Regions from separate parts of the Mus musculus genome. Here region 2 is linked to region 1. Evidence: chromatin contacts called from public ChIA-PET data. All regions are on one chromosome and are shown on one strand. Each heading gives the region's core, a stretch centred on a gene start, on an enhancer-like site or on the middle of the called end of the contact. The rest is flanking DNA. Distances are from core to core; before and after follow the strand shown.

What was found. ChIA-PET counts read pairs in DNA pulled down with a chosen protein or histone mark.
Region 2: a contact with region 1 is called in an RNA polymerase II ChIA-PET map of memory CD8 T cells, with 27 read pairs. The contact joins two enhancer-like sites. A contact is called at or near these places in 1 of 484 Hi-C or Micro-C datasets (granulosa cells) and 2 of 115 datasets of contacts at active chromatin or transcription factors (CD8 T cells and memory CD8 T cells).

The regions. Positions count from the first base shown.
Region 1 is chr15:9,566,966-9,574,638 of GRCm38.p6, reverse strand. No RefSeq gene overlaps it. Among named protein-coding and RNA genes, the nearest start is that of Il7r, 41 kb to the right of the region's middle. Within about 2 kb of position 2,573, at least 31 of the 459 cell types and tissues checked have an H3K27ac peak or open chromatin away from gene starts, as enhancers often do. A contact at or near this core is called in memory CD8 T cells, where this site is marked.
Region 2 is chr15:10,031,614-10,039,286 of GRCm38.p6, reverse strand. No RefSeq gene overlaps it. Among named protein-coding and RNA genes, the nearest start is that of Prlr, 140 kb to the left of the region's middle. Within about 2 kb of position 3,291, at least 16 of the 459 cell types and tissues checked have an H3K27ac peak or open chromatin away from gene starts, as enhancers often do. A contact at or near this core is called in memory CD8 T cells, where this site is marked.

The DNA.
Region 1 (7,673 bases), core at 1,324-3,823:
TCAAGCTGATGAGCATAGTTGTAATAGATGACATTTTCTTAAAGAAGTAGAAGTAGCTATCACGTAATGTTTTTTTTTTAATATATTTTTGATAAAGATACACTCACTGTTGGCCTTTAAACATTTATATAAGGTGTATTTTACTATGCTCAGGATATAACAAAAGGAGGCAAGGCATGAATATTTAGCAAGAATCTGGGATTTTTAACCAGGAAGAAACTCGCATAGAGTTTAATTCCTTTGTCTGAGAAACATTTTAGACATTAAACCTCTAAAGAGCTGAGTTCTGAGACTCTACTACTCAAGCAAAGCCACTGCAACATAGGAGCCATAATAATAAAGGTTTCTTTTATACATCTAAGTTTGATGTAGTGGTCAAATGAAGGCACATTCAGTATGCAAAATTTCTCTGATTTCTCCTATTACATGATTATGAGGCTATTTGGAGCATGGGCTGAAAATACAGATTTCTGGGTAGTCTTCTTCAAAATATGCAACAGACCAGAAATGCAGAAATTGATTTCTTATACCCATAAAGTCTTACCAATATGACCTCCTAAAGGTGAGCTGAACAAGGACATGACAGAATGGATAGGTAAAAGCTTAACTCTTCACAGAGAACTATAGGCAACTAAAGAAGGATGGGAGCAGGAGAGTTGTTCTTACTCAAGGATGAGAACACCAATGGCCAAATGGGAAGCCCTGAAAACATGCATACAAGTAACATTATTTAACAGGATATATATATATATACATGCATATATGTCATATGTACATGGAATAACAATTAAAAACGAGGCCATAGATTTGAAGGAGAGCAGAAGGAATATATAAGAGAGTTTGGAGAGAGAAAGAAAAGGGATAAATATTGTAATTATAACTCCCCCCAAAATATTTTAAAAGTGATTTCCTAGTCTTTTTTTTTTCTAACGTTTCCATTTTTTTTAAGGAGTACAAGATATAGTTCACTCTCTCCTTAAGTTCTTTAATTGAAAATGGAGAGCAAGCCTTATGATAAATAGCAATTGGCTTCATGCTCAAGGTTAGCTAGGGAGGTCACAGAGCTTGGCAAAGGGCCATAGCACAAGGTTAGCTATTGGCATGACAAGGGGCAGAGCACACGTTAACTGGCAACTACCAAATGTTAGCTGAAAATAAATTCAGAACATTTTGCAAAGTCCCTTGGGTTTTAAATGTTAATGATTAATTCAAATGTCTTATAATGCTATGTGGTCCAACGTTGCATAAAATAAATAAATATAGTGTACGAGACTTTTACATGACTTATGGTTTGTCACTTTCCTATGGTCAGACTTTCCAGAGGACATCATTTTAAGTAAGTTACAAACCACTGGTCTCCACATTGAGAATCTCAATACCCCATCACTGTTAACCCCTCTAGTGCCCTGTGCCCCCTTACATGTCATTCTCTGGGAGTCTGAATTCAAGATTGTCTCTTTCATCAGTGCAGTGCAGCACTCTGGCAGAGGCAGAACTGAGCAGATTAACTAGTACACTCCATCTCCTATTTTCCTCTTGGCTGGTTGCATATATGCAGGAATATTATACTTAATGCACACATATACAACATGTATAAATAACATAATTGGTTTCTGTCTTCTCCGGATGATGACTAACTAGTCTGCAACTGCCAGGCATTTGAACCCAGGAAGTCTAAGGATGTACATCGAGATCAATGATAAAGCTAAAACTCTTCTTATAGCCAGCTTCCTAATCGCCTGCACATGCTAAACACAGAGGGGTAGAAGAAAGACATTGAGCCTCTTGCGTGGGACGAGGTTGAGCCTTGAAGAAACCTGGACGTGGTAAAGTAGGACAGGCTACGAGAATAAGCACATAAACAAACTTCACAATCTCTTGATGCATCACACAATTGCCTGCAAGGTGGGTAGCAAAAGGAGGATGTTCAGCAATGCACTTTTACCTACCCATCAATTTTAACCACAAGAATAAATTGAAATGGAAAAGTCAGCTCAGATTTTTGCAGCCAGTCCCCTTTCTATGATGACAGATAGCATAAGGGAGTTGAAATGACAATAAATAGGTATTTAGATATTAATTCTGAGCAGACTGTTGATGTGGGAACCACAGCTGGAAGACATTTCCAAATAGGCTGCAGCCCCACAGCATAAAGACTTCTCTTTCTCTTGCAGGAATTCTTAAGAGTCTAGAAAGCATGGTCCAAAAGTGTGACCTACCTCCACCCCCATACCCAGCAATCACCTTGTTTTCAGACACCAGTATGGCCTTTTGTTCTTTGCAAAGTAAAATCAAACTTGCAAAATTAAAATGCATTCTCTGAAAACCTTCTTTACTGTGCTTTGTGGAATGCAGGTGCATAGACTTCCCTTTGTTCTCCTTCTGTCTGCTTGTTCTCTACCTGTTTCCCAACCCAGCCTCCAGCATCCCACAGCAAAGACTCTTAGAGTTGAGTTTCACATGGTGATTACTGAAACTGAAAATGAACATGGTTCTTCCTCCATCTGCCTGCGACATGGTAACTGTTGCTTCCTTTCACTCAAGATGGCCCTCAGTTCTATTTTCAACTCCCCAGACAACAGGAGGAAGTGGCCTAGGCAAAGCCAAGGAGGGTTTTCTTCCTAGCTTTCTGTTCCTAGATTGTCCTTAAGAAACAAGCAGATGACATTTAGTCATGAAGCCCACAGATGTTCCATGGTTCAGTGTCGTCTAGACAACAAGCTGTTGTTTGTCACTAACCTGGATTTTTCACCATAGATGGAACATAACCTCAGCACTACTCTGGAACTTAGAAGTCATAAACTGGAGTCAAACATCCTATAGAAAATGGATCCTGAGCATAGAACAAAGCAGACAGAACCCAGCAGTCAGGTACATTGGCAGAGTTACAGCCACTGTGTTCTTCAACTTGGATTTGTCTTCTGCCACAACCTTCTTGTGCTAATAGCCTCAGGAAAGAGAAATCTGACACAAAGAACTACAGGCAACTAAGAAATGCAATGAAGAGGAAGAGAGAGTCTTCCATAGGAAAAACAGCAATTTGTTATCCAGTACCAAATGGTCACCCCTGAAACACACAAACACACACACACACACATACACACGCACGCACACACGTGTGTGTGTGTGTGTGTGTGTGTGTGTGTGTGTGTGCATATGTGCGTGTATGTGTGTATGGAATATTATACAGACTGAGTAGGTTGTGTTTACAGTTATGTGCATGTAAAAACAATCAGTAACAAAGACTCCATGGATTTAAAGAGAGCTAGGAGGAGTATATGGGAGAGTTTGAAAAGGGAAAGGAAATTGATGTAATTGTGTTATAATCTCAAAAAACATCATAAAAAGAGAAAATTTAAGTATATGCTAAATGCTATTTCCCTAACATCTGATGCTTGGTACTTCTACAAAAGAGTGGCAGATAAGGAAGAGAGACTGAGTCCTTCCCCCCTCACACATTCTAGCCACACCAGAGACAGGGACCTGCTAGAAGAAAGCAGAGACAGATTTTACCAGCAAGAATGAGGGTGACCAGAAGAAAGGAGCAAATCAGAAGAAAAGTAAGGAATAGTAGGTACTCTCATGACAGCAGGGCTTGCTTTGAAACGATGAAGACAATATTCTTACTCTCAAATACTTGGGTAACACTTTTAGGTGGTCATTGCCCATGAGCAAGTGGGTGGATGTGAAAATCTCCTTTTAAAAGTAAGACCATTCACAGTTTTAAAGTGGTGGCACTTAGAACAACCACGTTTAAAAGACTTGTGGAATTGAACCAAATGAGTCCAATTAAATTTCTGTATGTTTTTAACCTAGGCTTCATGAAAAGCCAACAAAGAAGAAATCAGCACTGCATTCCTGATGGAGAGAAGGGGCATTTTAAGATTTAAGTGTGTGTGTGTGCGTGTGTCTGTGTGTGTGTCTGTGTGTGTGATGTGTGTGAATCCAAACATGTGTACACGTTGCTACAGAGGTGAAAAGAGTGTGTTGGATCCATTGAAACTGTAGTTGAAGGCAGTTCTGAGTCCTGAGGTTGGACTGGGAGCTGATCCCTAGCTTCTGAGTCACATTTTCAGTTCCTGTAAGGGATTCTCAACCTAAGAAGACTTCTAAGAACCAGCATTATGGTGAGTGGCTCCAAAGCTAACCAAAATGTCAGAGACGTTTATTCACGTCATCAAACCTCACCCTCTCAACAAATTTAACTTTATATCCTATCTTCAAGGCATCTCAAACCAGCTGGTCAGCTCCCTGCACCTAAGTCAACTTAGTAGCTTTTACTTTTCCAGAAGGCCCACTACTGCACATTTAACAGTGGATTTATGGTCATAATTCAAACCATGGGACTGCGTAGAAGGGTTTGAAAGTTTCCAATGGCACTGACTCACTGTCTGCCTTACCAAGTGTGCCCTGTCAAATAAACCCTCATTGATGTCACTGCATTCTCATAACCCCAAAAACTAAGATTCAGAGCTGGGAAATGGTTCCACTTGCACCACATCTCTTAGACTGGTGCACAATGGTGTAATGGCATTGGTAATAATGTGTGAGAGGACCACGTTCCCAGGAAGTCTTGAGAGGAAAACTTAACTATTTTCAGAGTTCTTCCTCTTCTTCTTCTCCTCCTCCTCCTCCTTCTCTAAATTTTACTTTATTAGATATTTTCTTTATCTACATTTCAAATTCTATCCCGTAAGTTCCCTATACCCTCCCACCGCCCTGCTCCCCTACCCACCCACTCCCACTTCTTGGCCCTGGTGTTTCCCCTGTACTGGGGCAGATAAAGTTTGCAAGACCAAGGGGCCTTTCTTCGCAATGATGGCCGACTAGGTCATCTTCTGCTACATATACAGCCTCAGAGCTCTTCTTGAAGGAGAAAAATGTGTGCATGGATTCCATGTCAAAGCTGTTTTGATCCTAGGCTTGTCTGCCAGTACTGGTACTTTCCACCACAGTACCAACCCCTGCTGCTGTGTTCCGCAACTGTTCTTCTAGAGATGGATGGTAGATGACGCTACCTCCAGTTTAATCGATGGCAAGTGATTGAAAACAAGATTTTCAGTGGGTTAAGCACATCTGAGTCACCGGGGATCATACCCTCTGGTTCCAGTTTCAGAGAAGTCTGTCTTCGACCTGCTTGTCTGCCTGTCTGGTCCATAAACTACACTTAGGATGCTATTTAGAATATTTTTATTTGCTCCCATAGAGGATTGAAGTGAGAGTCAACACCAAGAAAATAACAAAATGACAAATTTATTAAAATTAAATACTTGAAGTCTACTCAGAAATTGTATTTAGTATTGCTATGTAGGGGAAGACTTAAAAACATAGATATAAGCATTGATGTTTTACATATTTAAATTGTGATCCTTTTGGTGTATACATATAGTAAGGTGTGTGTGATGGCTCACAACTTATCCCAAGCACTTGAGAAGCAGAAACCAGAAAATTTCAAGGCCAAATATATATATATATATACACACACATATACATATATATATATATATACACACATATACATATATATGTGTGTGTGTATACAATTATGTAACTAGGAAATAAAAGCTCAATTACAAAAATAATTGAATTAGTTGTAGTATATTTGTAACACATGGCAGTGTAGTGTTTTAATAAAACAGAAAAGGGCTATTGAACTACAGAACTAATAACTTACTTAGAGAAATTTACACATAAAACTGTTGAGTACATACGAAGCTCAGGATTAGGGAAGCATCAATTACTGGCCTTAGTTTAGCACTACATAGATTTGTTTATGTATACAGAATCTGCATATTATTCTATGTTCCTATATAAAAATATGGAGGAGATCTGCCATGATGGTTCAATGGGGAGGGGGGCAACATTTGGAATGTAAATAAATAAATATATTTTTTTTAAAGAATGTGCTCTTACAGAGTACTAGAGCTCAGTTCTCAGCATGCATGCTAGGTAGCTCAAAATTAGTTTCATTCCTGGTACAAGAACTCTAATGGCCTCCTTGGATACCTACACTCATGCACACATAACTGAACACAGATACATACATACACACACACACAAATCTGTGTAACTGTGTAATATACACTCTAAGTAATTATCCCAAATTTAAGGAACAAATTGAGAGTACAAGGGCAAACACAAAATAGAAAAAATTATTCAAAAATAGAATTTACTATTATATTGATATAAAATTATACATGGGCACACAAGCCTGTTTACACATACTGGCACTGAAAAAAAAAAACACTCATTAACATCAAGAACAAAATCTGCTCAAGAGCTTCTTAAGATCGACCCAGCAACATTCCAACATGGGTAGGGGAGGAACTCTCAATGCCCCCATCCCTACCATTATTGTCAACTAATAACTGCTGAGGAAAGACAATCTGCTTTCATTGAATGTAGTTCCAATAGGCTGTCCATGGTACAGCATGTAACCTTATAGCCATGAACAAGCTGTCAACAGCAAGTGAATTCAATTCAGAAAAATGGAATACATTAAGTTGGATAGAAAATGTGATGGGCGGAAGGGGAAGGGAGGCATTTAAGGAGAAGGAATAGAAGGGTAGGTTTGATCCAAACACATTATATTCCTGAATTAAATTCCCAAATAATAAAATTTTAAGAGAACAAAATATGTATATATTTTATGATAAAAATCATAGTGCACCATGACAACAAAACAGGGTCTGTCTTTAAGTTATTAAATAGCATTATTATTACTGTTTTGAGAGCCTTGCTAAGCTGATTATCACGTAGAGAGATCTCAGATCAATTGTTCCTCCAAATAATGCAATGGCAGTGAAGACTGACACCTTAGTAATGACCAAGGTGATATGAGCCCACCCCCTTCAAATCAGTCAATTTTAAAGGTGATCACCATTGTAGTGATTAAATTTCCTTGACACCTTATCTGATTCTATACCCGGTAGTTCGTAAACCTATCGTCTGTTGGTAGAACCTTCTTCAGTGCCTCTTCTCACCTTTCCTCCCCCACCCATTTCGGAAGAAACACACATCCCTAGCACTACACATCTGCCTCACACTGTGGGGCAGAAGGTGGGACAGATTACCAAAGTACATGAGATGCATACATAATGTGAAAGTTTTATCTTCAGCCCTCAGAGTTAAGAAGTATTATTTCTTCCTCCTTACTGCTACATACACAGTTGAAAGGGCTTTTGTTCCAATCCTCAAAGTTAAGAAGCATTATTTCTTCCTCCTCACTACTTACCCACATCTGAACACATTCAGAGAGACACCTAAAATACACATATATCAGATCAACTAAGAAAAAAAAATATGGCCACACTTGCATTTTGCTTTGAAGATTTTCTGATAATATCAAAGATCATTTCCATAACCACAGTCCTAGTTTCACAGTCCAGGGAAAGTTTTTTAACCACTTCAGGAATATAACTAAATACAATTTTCTTGAGCTTTCTCTGTGCTACATTAGGCACAGACTTTAGCTAGGTTTCAGTGCAAACTATTGGGTCTAAATAAATATGTTCTTTTGCTCAAAGGTTTACTTCTTTGGGCAATTTGGAAGTGCAATGGGATCCAGACATCAAAACATCTGTTATGTGTTTCCTTCTTTCCTGATATTTTTTGTTTTGTTGTTGTTGTTATTATTACTGTTATTGTTGTTGTTGCTCTTGGTATTATTTTTG
Region 2 (7,673 bases), core at 2,042-4,541, 460 kb before region 1:
TCAAAACACTAGATCAGTGAAGAGGCAAATCTCATGTTTGTCTGGAATTCTTTATATTTTCCTTAACCTTGGGCTACTTTTTCACCTAAGCCTTCATCCTCATCACAAGATGAAGCAATAACCCTGGTATGCAACTTCCTCTTTCAACATTGGGGTTTTTGTGTCTTTTTATTTAAAACTTTGTCTCTTTTCCTTTTATAGTCTTGTTAAACAAGCTCTCAGGAATATTATTCCAGGTTCCTACTTTTGGACTATCTGATATAAAATGCTTTTATAGAAGATAACTGAGTGCAAGATAATCTAAGTTCTTGAGATCAAACTACAACCCATTTTGCCTTAATTGTTCTTAAGTTTACTAAAATTTTAACACCAGGGCCACTGAAACACCTGCTGTTCCTTCTTAGCTGTGTAAACATACACCAAGGAGTTTATGGTTAGTCCATCTTAAATAATTCAGTGGATTCTCCAAAAAAAAAAAAAAAAAAAGCAATGACCCTGAAAGGTTAAGGCACTACTTCTGTGTGAGTTTAAATTCTATTTCCAGGAATTCTCTGTTGAATTTATTTTCTAGTGTGTTCTTAAGATTAATTTGCTTGTCTTCTGTTACTGTAACAAACAGCTTGATAAAAAGTTGACATGAAGACAGTCCTATTTAGGTGATGCATAGTGTTCAACTTTTTCTTAAAAATTGTAGGTATATATTTAAGGGTTAAACAATACATAACATTTATTTTTACACACATTTTCAGTTACCTGATAGGCGACCAAAATCCACTCTGAAAGAAAGGCAGCATCTTCAACAAATGGCTCAGAGAAATCTGTATTTTCATATGCAAAAAATGTTATAGTTGCAATAGAAAAACAGAAGAATATAATAAATAATATAATATAACATAAATACGAGGTAATTTGTCCCTTAAAACATACTAGGAAGGATACCATGTCTGTCCTGGTTAACATCTAGCCACAAGAAGAATAATGCTTGTGTTTTGTCATCAGGAACATCACCAAAATATACAGAATATAAAATTTGAGTACATTACGTTTCTTGTTACTGAATAAAAATTCTTCTGAAATGTAATCTATAAAATTTCAGCTTACCACAATTTTTTCAAAAGTGAATGGTTCACTTTTATTACTACTTATATAGAAAGAGACAGATTGCTTCTGCCCCAAATGGGCAAATTTTTTTTTATTGTTGTGTTTTATTGCTTTGTTTATTCCAGATAAAGCCTAAGAATTTTTGGCATGTAATAGAAAATGGGATTTATGTGAGACCATTTTTATGATAGGTTTGATCAAAGCCCATTGTCTTAAAGTTTCTATTGCTATGAAGAGACACCATGATCACAGCCACCCTTAGAAAGCGAAACATTTCATTGGGTCTAGCTTACAGTTCAGAGGTTTAGTCCATTGTCATGGCAGCAAGCATGGTAGCACTCAAACATTGTGCTGGAGAGGTAGGTGAGAGTTCTACACCTGGATTGGTATCAAGGGGGAGAGAGAGAGAGAGAGAGAAAGAGAGAGAGAGAGAGAGAGAGAGAGAGAGAGAGAGAGAGAGAGAGAGAGAACTAGACTACTTCTGAAACTGAAATCCCATACCTGGTGACATACTTTCTCCAACAAGGCTACACCTACACCATCACGTACATATCTCTTAAAAATGCCACTCTCTATGGGCCTATAGGGGCCATTTCCATTTAAACTTCCATAGTCCATTCATAAGCAGGACTTTTACACATCCAATCCATGTTGCCTCCTGTGACATATTTGACACCATTAAGCTGTGCTGAATTAGTTGAATCTCTATGTCTTATATTTGGGATTCTTTGTTGATCTCTTCTTCTTGACTTTTTGTATTTATTCTTTGGAACAGTACTGGAAAACAACTACAGCCTTCCATATGCCAGGCAAGCACTCTACCAGCTGAGCTATAGTCTACTTATAAAATTGATATTTTGAGATAAGATCTCATCTAGTGGTTTTGAACTGACTAGGTAACCTAGGATCCCCTTGTATTTATCTCAGCCTCCCAAATACTTAAAATAGCTACTATTGTGGGAATGGGCCACCCTGATTAACTCTCTTCATTTCTAAAGGATAAAAGAAGACTTTTAAAATGACTTTTTGTCACAAGTAGATTGGTATAATGAAAATTTCTTCCATTTTTTCTGGAAGCTTCTGTACTTGGCACCAGGTTGTTTTTCTTCACCGAGGAACACCAAAGCTTGTATTCATCTACAAGGGTTTGAAAAATATTCCTGAAGCTGGAGGCTTGATTATTTATGAGTGGTAATGTTCTCCTAAAGTTGATACCTGTTTTAATATTGACCTCAATAGAGAGACCAATGGTTTAGAGTCAAATGTTAGATGGCTTTTGTAGCCTCCCACAAGCCTGAAGCAGGCTGAGCCAGACCTTGACTTTGCTTACCACTAAGGAGATCACCTAGGGTGGAGCCTGCCTCCCTGGATCACTCTATTGTTCTGTCACTGCTGCTCCCTGCTGGGAGTTGGCCTAGCTGTTCTGGAGTCTACATCAGATCCTACATGTGGTCACCTGCAGCTGGGCTCCAAGGATGATTTGGCGGGAATGGGCTTTCCCCTCTCCTTTATAAAGCATGTCCCCCATTAAAAATTTGAACCTTGAACAGACTAGATTGTCTTGGTTCCGTTATTTCTCAACTCACCTAGATTCCCTCTTTTCTTTCAGCTCCAGGCTGCCTTCCAGGCTCCAACCTTGACGTGAGAGCAACAGGCTGGCCCCAACAGGATTTGAAAGGAATTTTTAATTAGTTGTGAAGATGGCCACATCACAAATGCAGTCTGGGAATGCTCCATTATCACAGAGCTAATGTGCCCTGATTAATTGTTTTATAAAAACAAGTGTAAATAAGATGCCAGTCCACAAAGGAAACGCTGACATATAGACTCTATGTGCCCCACAGAAATCATATCCTTGGTTCTGTCTAAGACTTTCTTTTCTCTCCATTTACAGCTAATTGGGCATGAGTTGAGTCATTCTTGTTTGTTATATGAAAATCTGATGCTGGTCTAGTACACCGTGCATGACACACATCAGATTTAACAGAAAAATTACTTAATCCTGTCACATCTGAAACCCTTTGTTGGTTTCCTAGCCTAAGGTCAACATAACATATTACTCTGCTTGGACATGTGTAAACGGCTTTTTCCTAAAGGAGCTCACAGTTGCTTGAAACCTAGTGTTCCTTTTTATCCAAAATGGATCCCTGCTATACCTCACCTCTCAACTGATCAGATGACTTCCAGAAGGGAAAACAACAACAATTACAATGCCAAGTGGCTACAGACATAAATGACAAATGAGGCTTTGGCACTTACAACATTCATCCCAACAAATGCCAGACATGGGAGCACAGTCATCTCAAATTGATCTTCCAGGAGCTATGGCAGGTCTGTGTGCAACAGCACGGACTAGCAGGTCAAACATTGAGCTTTAAGTCCTGTTTTCACTTCTTAAGAGTTGGTTGATCTCAAGTATGTCATTAGGTAATCTCAAACTTGCCTCACACTTTAAAACCACATCCTTGTTTTTCTTAACACAGTTGTAAAGAGCAAAAAAGAATAGTACTTATTATTTTCTGGTTTTAGTAGAGTATCTGACACATAGCAGGTGATTATTACACAAACAGTTACATTGGTTCTTAAGTATTATGCCTTGATGGTCCTTAGGAAACAAAAGACATCCAGCTACATCACTGTACTGCCAATCAGGGATTTCTTCTCACATGCACCACATACTTGCTTTGGAGTCTGATTACAGAAATTGCCTTTTGAAAGAATTTCTGTTGCCCATAAAGTTTATTACACTACAACTTTTACCTTGATTCATGTTCAGTAAAAATAAGTGGGGATTATCTTAATCTTAAATTCAGATAGTTATAAGTTTATTGCTATGGAAGAACATTCAAACACTAATGGTTCATCTACCTTATTTTATTTACCCACTGATTGGAATGTTATGAAAAATTGTTTTCTGAAAGCATAAATATATTAATAATAAACACATTAAGCATAAAGCATTAACTTAATATCATAAAGTATCATGAAGCCTGGTGGTGCGGCTCAGGGGTAGAGTACTTGCCTAGCTAGCATATTTGAGATTTGGATTCCATCCCCATATGGTAAAACCTACTAAGTACCCATATCCCACAGTTCTGTGTGACTATGTCATATTACTTATGTTAATGTGAACTAACATTAATGTGTCCCTAAATGTTGGACATGTAATGATTTTCTTCTTAATCTAGGTGTATTTTCAAGTACAAAAAAGATATTAAAGATTTTAAGATATTTGGGATGCACTCCCTGAATCTCTGACAGAGCTCATTAGTTTCTTTTTTTTTTTTTTAATTTCATTTCATTTTTAATTCATTTTTTACACTCCATATTCCATTCCCTGTCCCTCCCCTCCCACCTTCCAACTGCTTTACATCCCACACCTCATCCCCATCACACCCTGTCTCCACATGGATGCCTCCACCCTCCACCCCATCTGACTTCTAAACTCCCTGGGCCCTCCAGTCTCTTGAGGGTTAGGTGCATCATCTCTGAATGAACACAGACCTGGAAGTCCTTTACTGTATGTGTGTGTGTGTGGGGGGGGGGGGCTCATATCATCTGGTGTATGCTGTCTGTTTGTTCAGTGTTTGAAAGATCTGGGGGGTCCAGATTAATTAAGACTTCTGGTCTTCCTATAGGATCGCCTTTCTCCTTAAATACTTTCAGTCTTCCTTAATTCAACAATAGGAGTTAGCTGCTTCTCTTCATTGGTTGGTTGCAAATATCTGTATCTGACTCTTTCAGCTGCTTGTTGGGTCTTTTGGAGGGCAGTCATGATAGATTCCTTTTTGTTAGTGCTCCATAGCTTCAATAATAGTGTCAGTGACATGCATCCCACTTTGGGCCTGTTACTGGACCTTCTTTTCCTCAGTCTCCTCTCCATTTTCATTCCTGTAATTCTTTCAGACAGAAACAATTATGGGTCAGAGGTGTGACAGTAGGATGGCAACCCCATTCCTCACTTAATGTCCTGTCTTCCTGATGGAGGTGGGCTCCATAAGTTCCCTCTTCCTACTGTCAGACATTTCCTCAAAGGTTCCTCCCTGTGAGTCCTGGGAGTCTCTAGCCTCCCAGGTCTCTGGTGCACTCTGGGTGGTCCCCCCAACCTCCTATTTCCTGAGGTTGCCTGTTTACATTCTTTCTGCAGGCCCTCAGGGCTTCAGTCCTTTTCTCTCACCCAATACCACATCAGGTTTCCCCTCCTCATCCACTTTCCCTCCTAAGTCCCTCCCTCCCTCCCCACTTGTGAGTGCTTTCTTCTCTCTCCCAGGTGGGACTGAGGCGTCCTCACTTGGGCACTTCAGCTTGTTGACCTTTTGAATTCTGTGGACTGTATCTTGTGTATTCTGTATTTGTGTGTGTGTGTGTGTGTGTGTTTGTTTGTTTGGCTAATATCCACTTATTAGTGAGTACATACCATGCATGTCCTTTTACGTTTGGTCTGAGTTACCTCACTCAGGATGATAGTTCCATCCATTTGCCTGTTAAAGTCAGGATGTCCTCATTCTTAATAGCTGAGTAGTACTCCGTTGTGTAAATGAACCACATTTTCTGTATTCATTCTTCTGTTGTGGGACATCTAGGTTGTTTCCATCTTCTGGCTCTCACAAATAAGGCTGCTATGAACATAGTGGAACATGTGCCCCTATGGCATGGTGGGCCATCTTTTGGGTATATTCCCAAGAGTGGTATAGCTGGCTCTTCAGGTAGATCTATTTCCAATTTTCTGAGGAATCTCCAGATTGATTTCCAGAGTGGTTGTACCAGTTTGCAATCCCACCAGTAATGGAGGAGTGTTCTTGTTTCTCCACATCCTCTCCAACATGTTTTCTCACCTGAAGTTTTGATCTTAACTATTCTGACTGTTATAAGGGGGAATCTCAGGGTCATTTTGATTTGCATTTCTCTGATCACTAAGGACTTTGAAGATTTCTTTAGGTGCTTCTTAGCCATTCAAGATTCCTCAGTTGTGAATTCTCAGTTTAGTTCTATACCACATTTTTTGATTGGGTTGTTTGGATTTTTGATGATTAACTTCTTGAGTTCTCTATATATTTTGGATATTAGCCCTCTATCGGATGTGAGGTTAGTGAAGAATTTTTCCCAATCTGTAGGTTGTCGGTTTGTCTTATTGACTATGTCTTTTGCCTTATAGAAGCTTTCCAGTTTTATGAGGTCCCATTTATCAATTTTTGATCTTAGAGCATGGACCATTGGAGTTTTGTAGGAAAATTTCCCCTGGGCCAATGAGTTCAAGGGTCTTTCTCACTTTCTCTTCTATTAGATTCAGTGTATCTGGTTTTATGTTGAGGTCCTTGATCCACTTGGACTTGAGCTTTTACTAGGTGACAAATATGAGTCTATTTTCATTCTTCTATATTGAGACAGGCAGTTAGTCCAGCACCATTTATTGAAGATACTTTATCTTTTCCATTGTATATTTTTGGCACCTTTGTCAAAAGTCGTGACAATAAGTGTGTGGTTTTATTTCTGTGTCTTCAATTCTATTCTATTGATGTCTGTCTCTGCACCAATACCATGCAGTTTTTATCACTACTGATCTGTAGTAAAGCTTGAGGTCAGGGATGGTGATTCCCCCAGCTGTTCTCTTATTGTTAAGAATTGTTTTTGCTATTCTGGTTTTTTTGCCTTTCCAGATGAATTTGAAAATTGCTATCTCTATGTCTTTGAAGAATTGTGTTGGGATTGCATTGAATCTATAGATTGCTTTTGGTAGGATGGCCATTATTACTATGTTAATTCTCCCAATACAAGCATGAGTGATCTCTCCATTTTCTGAGATCTTCTTCAATTTCTTTCTTGAGAGACTTGAAGTTATTGTCATACAGGTCTTTCACCTGGTTGGTTAGAGTTACCCCAAGATATTTTATGTTATTTGTGGCTATTGTGAAAGGAATTGTTTCCCTAATTTCTTTCTCAGCCTGTTTATCCTTTGTATAAAGGAAGGCTACTGATTTGTTTGAGTTAATTTTATATCTGGCCACTTTGCTGAAGTTGTTTATCAGCTGGAGAAGTTCTCTGGTAGAATTTTTGGGGTCACTTATGTATACTAGCATATCATCTGCAAATAGTGATGCCTTTATTTCTTCTTTACCAATTTATATGCCTTTGAATTTTTTGTTGTCTTATTGTTCTAGCTAACACCTTGAGTACTATATTGAATAGATATGAGGAGAGTGGGCATACTTGTCTGGTCCCTGATTTCAGTGGGATTGCTTCAAGTATGTCTCCATTTAATTTGATATTGGCTGTTGGTTTGCTGTAAATTGCCTTTATTGTGTTTAGGTATGGGCCTTGAATTCCTGATCTCTCCAATACTTTTAACATGAAGGAGTGTTGTATTTTGTCAAATGCTTTTTCAGCATCTAAGGAGATGATCATGTGATTTTTTTCTTTGAGTTTGTTTATATAATGGATTGCATTAATAGATTTTCATATATTAAACCAACCTTGCATCCCAGGGATGAAGCCTACTTGATTGTGGTGAGTGATGGTTTTGATGTGCTCTTGGATTCAGTTTGCAAGAATTTTATTGAGTATTTTTGCATTGA